Linked DNA regions of Zea mays: all the other regions are linked to region 1. A link is a contact called in public Hi-C data. All regions are on one chromosome and are shown on one strand. The core of a region is the stretch at or near the end of the contact, and the rest is flanking DNA. Distances in the headings are between cores, read along the strand shown. Region 1 holds the start of LOC103646317 (C2 and GRAM domain-containing protein At5g50170). Region 2 holds the start of LOC100216620 (Ribonuclease H2 subunit B). Region 3 holds the start of LOC100383438.

Region 1 (2,700 bases), core at 66-2,565:
ATAATATTAAATCATATTTGTTTAAGTCCAACCGTAACAGAAAGTGATACCGGCATATTCATATTCAAACTCATTGCCGTTGATTGAATTGCCTAAAGCGTACCATCACCCGTCACTAGCATTTCTATCCCAAGTAAAAAGTGGTCAATCCTAGATTTATGTGCATGCTTTGAACATATTAAATCTGAACCTTTCATCCAACATTTAACGACTGTCGACTAGACGGGCGGGGAGTTTTTCTATAAATATATAGAAAAGAGGTTTTTTTTTCCATAAAATAGGCCAATTTAACGTTGGACGAATAGTCCAGATTTTATTTGTACATTTGGCCAGGGGAGAGGCCGACCAAGAGACACTAATTTAATTTAGTGACAATGAGCTCTAAATTTTAGACTATAAGATTTAAGAATTGGATCGGATTAGAATCGGACTATATTTCTATTTATTTTTTAAACTAAATTTATATAGGGTCCTGTAATTTTGTGAAGAAGCATTTGGATCACGATCCATTGCCACCCCTAGCCACAACACTAGGATCAGCGTTCTATCAGATTAGAACCTGACGTTCCGTACTAAGCATCACGGTAACTAATAATTATCAGACGTATCACGTATGCGACCGACTTCGTAGTCCGTACTCCGCAATCCGACTATCAGAGTACTTGCCAATGACAAACGGTTACTGAAGTTTAGACGCCTGAAAAGCGGCAAGCGGCAGGAACTGGCAAAGACGCATAAGCACAGCACGGCAGAAACGTCAAGCGTATGTATCATGCTCGCGAAAGCAAACTTGTGCACGCACCGCAATCCGCCGCGGCTTCGTCGCCACCGTCGACGCCGACAACGCCCTTCCGCCGTCGCTGCAGCTGCAGCGTGAACCACGTCGGCGGCACGGACCGCCTCTCCCCCGGGGCACCAGCAGCAGCGGTGGCGGCCGGCACGGGCAGCCTGACCGTGCCCACCACCTCCCTCCCTCTCGCTCCCCGCCGCGCCACGGCGACCTCGAGCTCCTCGCCCCCAGCAGCTCCGTCCGACCCCACCGCGAACACGAACTCCTCGTTCCACGCCGCCGCCACTGCCGCGCCGCCCAGATCCGACGCCTCCACCGCCCGCGTCCGGAACCGCTGCTTCCCCACCGTCACCTTCGCGTAGAACAGCACGACGCCGCCGCGGCGCTGACGCGGCGCCGGTAGCCCGCGCGCCTCGAGCACGTACACGTAGAGCCGCATGGCGGTCGATCGCGGTAGCTAGCTATGAGGAGGGACCTTGGCTCGGAATTTAACTATTTAAGTAGTAGGGACCTTGGCGGGCGGGCTGGGAAGCGTGGTTGTAGACTTGTACTAGTAGTTTGGAGGTGGGGGCTGGGGCCCTGCCTGACGTGTGCCGATGGCGCGGGCACGCGGCGGAATGAGCAGCGCGACACGCGGCGCTGGGACGATGAGGCGGCGCGGTTTCCGGTTTGGGCTCGGCGTTAACGTCTTGAGTCTTGACTGACTGACTGAGAAAGTGGGGGAAAGAAAGCTGAAAGCTCCGAAGCTCTTTGGAAGTGTTTGGTTTTTTGAATAATTTTTATTTTCTCTATTCTATTCATTTTAGTCCTTAAATTATTAAATATAAAAATTAAAACTATATTTTAGTTTCTATATTTAACATTTTAAAGATTAAAATAAAATAAAATAAAATAACTAAAAATTAGTTCCTAGACTAAACCCAACACCCCCACAGTTGTCACGGCGAGCCGCGAGCGATGCGAAGGCGTTGCGTTCGCGGCGCGGCTTTGAATTCTTCGGGCCTTCCAGATGTCAGATGACCGTCCGTGCCTGCTCGTCGTGGTGTCACTCGTGTAGCACATGCGCCGGTCTCGTCTCTCCAGAAGTAGAAGCGGATAAAGGCAAGACAAAACCACCATGAACGCATGGCTTGCCAACAGCAATTTTTCTAAGGCTTCTTCGAGGAGCGCCAAGCAGCGGTTTGCCCATCTTCACCGGCGCTCTAAAACAAACATTACTCGATCGTAGCTACATGGCAATAATTTCAAAGCATTTACTTTGTATGCGGAGTCAAAATATTTACAATGGACGTGTTTGCCGCCATGACCCAGTAGCCTGGCTGCACTCCCAGGCTGCAGTTTCTGTGTTTGCGTCGTCTGGATTGTTCGGGAGCCAGACTATGCACGTGCAAATTGAGTCTCTCAGCCTGGCTCCACAGAAACGAGCTCAAGGTCCGTTTCCTGGGAGCCTGGCTGCTCGTGGCGCAAAGATTCCGCGTTTAGGTAGTTTTGGTCTTCTAGCCTGGCTGCATATTGGGTGACAAACATCAGCTCATCTGAGTCAGACTCATATGGTACAAGTGCGCAAACAAAGTGAGTTGCAGTAGCCGGGAGTGGCTAGCCTCAGCCTGGACCAGTTGAACGGGCCGAGCTGGCCAAGGACAGGGTCACAAACACGCCCAATAAGACCGCGCTCAGCAGAGCTGTAAACTGCGCTGTTTATATAATATAAAATCTGGGTCACAAACACGCCCAATAAGACCGCGCTCAGCAGAGCTGTAAACTGCGCTGTTTATATAATATAAAATCTGCTAGAGATAGGCTAAGTACTCCTCTAATAATATCTTCATTGGACATAGGGTATTGAGAGACATCCTCTCAAGTCCCAAGACGATAGACAAACATTGCCAAATGGAAAGAGTATAGTCCAA
Region 2 (2,700 bases), core at 154-2,653, 270 kb after region 1:
ACATCAATTGGCATACCGACATACGTGCAGCTTCAAAAGTTGGTAGGAAAATGAAGATGGGATCAACAGGGGTGCAATAATAAAGGCCACCATCTATAAGGGAGAGCATTGAATGCTAAATGAGGCACTGAAGCAGAATGCAGTCTGATATCTGCTCAGAAATGTTTTATTTCAAGCATTATACTACTCGGCACTCGGAATGTAAATGTGCCATATATGGTATAAAAAAACTCATCTCATTATCTTATAATATTCCTTTTTAGATAGATTTAACAAGATGGTTTGAAGTGGTAGGGAAGAAAACCGTGTGTGTGTCATGAAAATGTCTATTCATTGCTACACGGTGATAAGTGGCATGATTAACACAAAGTGGGGAAACATACACATTTGAGAGGTAATGGGAAACTGTACATGTGTATAGATATTTCACTATTGTACATACCTTCACAAACATAATCTCCCAAGAACCAAGCACCATAACGCTCCTTAAACCAGTTGATCTCTTGTAGTTGGCCATCAATAAATAGATACCCTACTTCATCTCCTGGTTCATGACAAGACAAAGGTCAAGTTCGAGATGTTGACCGACTATTCGCAAGCGCCAAGATGGCAATCGCATATCATATCGTATTTGTCTAGATTTCTGGATCAGAAGCTCATACTGGAAAACACTAGGTATGCACACATAGGTCCATCACTTCACCTGATCTTGGATGTTGAAGTGACAGAACAATCCCTTGACCGCTGGCATCAGAAGGGCCTGCAACGCGCAAAGGAATATGAATTGTGGGTCTGACTAAAAACGCCGAGCTCAATTCATACAAAAAAATCTTCAATAAACTGTCATCAGCAACGTCTCCCCACAAAAAAAAATCAATCTTCAAAACCCAATGGCACCTGCGCAATTTGAACAGTTAGAACCAGCTGGCGTTCGATTGGAACTCAAAGTAACAAATACATGCTGAGGCCTGACCGCCTGAGCACGTCCGCGGGAAGAAAAAAATTCAAGGTATGAGTTCAAAATCCGAAACCGCAAAGTGCAACAGAAACCCAAATGACACAAATCCGGAACAGTAGAATCAGTTGATGGCCTGTGCTCTACCCTAACACTCATCCCGCGGCCAAAATCCCTAGTTCGAACTAGAGCAGTATAGGGCACAAACGGAAGGTCGAGGGTGCGGGTGGGTGCTCACGGTGGGAAATGAGGACGCGAGGCGGCGGCGCCAAGCTGTCGTGCCACGGCGTCATCGCGGCGACCGATTTGCCTCCTTCGACTTCGCCGGTGCTGCCTCTACCGCAGGACATTGGGTCTGCTTCGGCTGGGGGGCGGAGGGGGAGAGGGGATTGCCTGATGGGGCTGAAACCGGCCCGGCAGCGGGAGCGGGAGCGCGCGCGCGGGAAGTCAGTGGGCGTAGTCCTGCAGTCGTAGGGTTTTGCCGCCCGAAAAGGCGGGTGCCAGGCCAGCACGACTGCACAACCAGATCGGCTGCCTTACGGCACGCTGCCGTGCGCTCGTCGTCGATCTCCGATCCAACGGTGATGTGCCGCCCTTCTCCTTCACTAACGCACAGAACGGCCCAGTATAGAAATCCCAGCCCACTTCATTTCAGATGCGCCTGCAGGCCACTGGCCACAGCTCCCCACGCAGCCAGCCCACTTTGTTCAGCCAAATAGAACACAGAGAAGTAAAATTCAGTTTTCAGATCATCGCTGCTTCACAACTAGATTGCAGAGCAGTACGCAATTAGCAAGAACAAAATACAATGATAAATTCAGCCAAATAGAGTGCACACCATAGCAGTACACAATTCAGCCAAATATAGTGCAGAGCAGTATGCAATTAGCAAGAACAAAATACAATGAGCAATTCAGCCAAATAGAGTGCACACCAGAGCAGTACACAATACTTCAGCGTTTGCGCGGAGAAAGTCGACGAGCACTGATTTCTATTTGGGCTTGAGCTGGGAGCCGATCCGCAATATCTTTTCGCCGGAGCCGCTGGGGTCGAGAGGGACGATCTTCGTTGCTTCCACCGGCTCGAAGTTGTCGACATGCTTCTTGGGGTCGGGAACCTCCCCGGCGAGGTTCTCCAAGTCGACAATAAGCGTCTCGACGTACTCGACGCACTCGACGTCGCACTCGTAGGTGTGGCGGTACGTTAGGCCGACGGTAATGATGTCTGCTGACCCCAACATCTTCAACTTCAGGTAGGTGTAGTTCAGGACGGCCATAAATTTGTCGTAGCACGGCCTCCCGAGCACGGCGTGGTAGGTGCCTCGAAACCCCACCACCTCGAAGGTGAGGGCCTCCTTTCTAAAGTTGGCGGGAGTCCCGAAACATACGGTAAGATTAATCCGCCCGAGGGGATGCACTTTTTTGCCAGGGGTGATGCCGTGAAATGGCGCAGCCCCAGCCTGAACCTGGGATCTTTCGATCCCCATGAGCTCCAAGGTTTTCGCGTAGATGATGTTGAGGTTGCTGCCTCCATATATGAGCACCTTGGTGAGGCGAGTGTTGCCGATGATGGGATCGACAACGAGCGGATACTTCTCGGGATTTGGGATGTAATCCGGGTGGTCATCCCTGTCGAATGTGATGGCACGGTCGGACCAATATAAGTAGACCGGTGCCACTACCTCGACCAAAAAAAACCTCCCGGCGCTCCTGCTTTCGCTGCCTCGAGGACAAGTTGGTGGTGGG
Region 3 (2,700 bases), core at 8-2,507, 300 kb after region 1:
TGTTATTTGTTGTGTTTCTTTAAACCAAATGTGTACGTATGACACATATAGCTTATGTTAATTAAATTATGTCATAACTAAAGTTGTACAAATAAAAAGATTTTACCACAGTTAAGTAAATCGTGCACGCATCAACTAGATCTAAAGAAATAATTTTATACTTAAGTTTACACAAATTACAATTCAATAAATATATATTTCAGCTATCCTAGGAAGTAAATAGGTGATTTTGGCCATCCACTCTAATCAAGTAAATGGTCACATTTTTTTACGAGTACCACAACAAGCCTCCTATCACATTTTTATTAGTAGGTCCATAATGTAATAAGAGAGCTTAATGTACGATTTTGTGATAGGCGCACCTTGACTGCAATGTCATGTAGATTTATGGCTTGTTGTGTGCGAGATGGGATTCCGTACTTCAACATCATTTTACAACGACATCTACCAGAAAATGTTACATGAAAACAGTTTCAACTAATTCAAGCTAGTTTCTTTTTTTTGGGGGTAAAAATGTTTTGAGGAGAAGGTTTAAACCGAGCCTGCTTTTTATTGAGCAAGATAAGCTACTGTATCATATGAGAAAGAATATAGACCAAAATGCTATTTGTAGAATCTGAAATTTATTAATAGACACCTAATCGAAGTGTATGTTTCCTCGGTTCTAAAGTAGTTGAACCCAGAAAGTTTTTAAAAAAATAAAAAAGTTGTGATGAAAGAAAATAACAAGAGAGATAGAAAGAATTGTGAAATGATAGATCTAGACCAAAACCTTTTTTTGTATAATCTAAAATTTAATAATTATTTACTTCGATGGTTCTAAAATAGTTTAATAAAAAAATAAAGGAAATGAAAAAGGTTGATGAAAATAAAATAAAGAGAGATAGAAACATTTGTGAAATGATTTTTTATCCCATTATACATACACAAACACAAAATCGGAGTAGATTCCAGAATTTTCCAGGCCAATTAGTACCCGTCGCCTTAATGCAAAAGCGATAACCTAATCGCAACAAGAATAGAAAAATGAAAACGCAAAAAAAAAAAACAGAACAATCCAGCCCATCCACAGCGCCTTTCCCCTGCCTTTCTATAAAATCCACGTGAGGCCCCGACGCATCGCTCTCCAAATCACTCGACGCAGCAGGCAGCACACAACCCAACACTACTCTCCCTCCCAGTCTCGCCAACGCCACCACCCCCACCATTCCAAACCCCCGTCTCCCACCGGCTGCCGTTTCCCTCCCCCCTCCCTCCCTGCCTCCCTCGGCGGCTCCTCGCGGACGGAGAGAACCCCGCTCCCTTGCCTAGGGTTCCCGGAACCCTAGCCCCGATCCGTACGCGCGAGGGTCCCCGGCGACGAGGAGGCTGCTGTGAGGGGAGGGGGCAGAAGGCGCGGGAGGCGGAGGCCTGTGCTGTATGTCAGATCGTGGGAGCCGGCGAGGCGGAGGCGGAGGAGGAGACTACGGACACGGTCAGCTCGCGAACCCGCTCCAATGGCCGCAGCTAAGGAAAAGGCGTCGGTATGCTGCCGCGATGCGCCCGCGCGTGTCGCTGGCGCCCCAGTCGTCCCCATGCGCGCGATCGCCGCGTCCCCGGTCGGCAAGGTCGTCGCCCTCGCCGCGGGAGGCGGTGAGCGCGTTTCTGCGTCGGCTGCTGGCTCAAGCGGCGCCGTGATCGAGGAGATCGCCGCGGTCCAGCCCACCACCGCGAAGGCATCCTCCAAAGGTAGCCGCCCGTAATCGCCGCTACCTCCCTCCATCTCCTTGGAATCTATTGATTGAGTCACGACTAATGTTACGGGAGTTCCCTGCCGTGCATGGATCTTAAATTAGGTGAGGCATGCCATGATGGGTGTTTCTGCCGATCACGATTTTTGGTGAGCTTAGATGTTGATTGTGGAAACGCAATCTGGTAGCAGTCCATCGTTTCGTGCGCATGCAAAGCAGAGGATGCAGATTAGCTTGTAGGATCTGCCAGGTTCAGATACGTGGATGATATTTGCACCAACAATATAGGAGTAGTTCTCGTGTGCATACGACCAGATTGTACATATTAGTAGGTCTTGAAATCTGGGCGCGTGGAAAATTATATCTTGTAGAGGCAAATTGTGGTTTACTCTGACTGGCTAACAGGTTAAGTGATGATTGGAGCACGGGTTTGATGTGATGTCTAAGACCACGGAGCCATACTAGTCGGTCTTAGCTGTCACAAATATAAAAATATAGTCACGCTTTGTAGCCTACCGTTCATAACTGTGCAACAGTTTGGTGCTCCAATTTTTCCTCTCTCTTTGATCACTAGTTGTAGTGATCAACTTGTTTTTTACTTCCGCATATGACGAGGTTTCCGCCTTTCCGGTAGGTAAGTGATCAAAATCTCCCAACCTGGATAAATGATGTCAGCTTGCCGACGGACGCATATGCTGTATGTTTTTAAGTTCTTTTTTGGATCATATATATATGTCAACAGAGTTTTTGGCATTCGCCACTAGCTTAGCTGGCGTAGCATGCTGTTTCACCCAGTTCACATGGTGCGCTGTGAGCTCGTCTCATTGTGTTCGTAGTAGCGTTTTCGGGGATTCTGAATTGATGAGGTGCACGCTAGTTTCCCCTGTATTGTTGTCTAGCCTGTCTGCATGCTGCTACCCCTGTAAGGTTCACAGGATGCTCGAGGTGATGCTGACTTCGATGTTGTTTT

Evidence for each region. Hi-C and Micro-C count contacts between places; a contact is called where the count stands out from the background.
Region 2: a Hi-C map of leaf shows a contact between it and region 1, with 6 times the contacts expected there. The contact joins the promoter of LOC100216620 here to the promoter of LOC103646317 in region 1. A contact is called at or near these places in 11 of 25 Hi-C or Micro-C datasets (bundle sheath, ear, endosperm and 3 more) and 1 of 3 datasets of contacts at active chromatin or transcription factors (leaf).
Region 3: a Hi-C map of bundle sheath shows a contact between it and region 1, with 2.5 times the contacts expected there. The contact joins the promoter of LOC100383438 here to the promoter of LOC103646317 in region 1. A contact is called at or near these places in 4 of 25 Hi-C or Micro-C datasets (bundle sheath, ear, leaf and 1 more).

Annotation. Positions count from the first base shown.
Region 1 is chr2:39,402,851-39,405,550 of Zm-B73-REFERENCE-NAM-5.0, forward strand. It overlaps LOC103646317 (C2 and GRAM domain-containing protein At5g50170), which reads right to left and starts at 1,316. Exons shown (of 7, transcript XM_008671046.4): 1 at 803-1,316. The coding sequence starts at 1,229.
Region 2 is chr2:39,673,250-39,675,949 of Zm-B73-REFERENCE-NAM-5.0, forward strand. It overlaps LOC100216620 (Ribonuclease H2 subunit B), which reads right to left and starts at 1,404. Exons shown (of 10, transcript NM_001143033.1): 1 at 1,194-1,404; 2 at 704-760; 3 at 443-544; 4 at 17-93. The coding sequence starts at 1,305.
Region 3 is chr2:39,702,827-39,705,526 of Zm-B73-REFERENCE-NAM-5.0, forward strand. LOC100383438 reads left to right here and starts at 1,258. Exons shown (of 12, transcript NM_001362084.1): 1 at 1,258-1,728. The coding sequence starts at 1,497.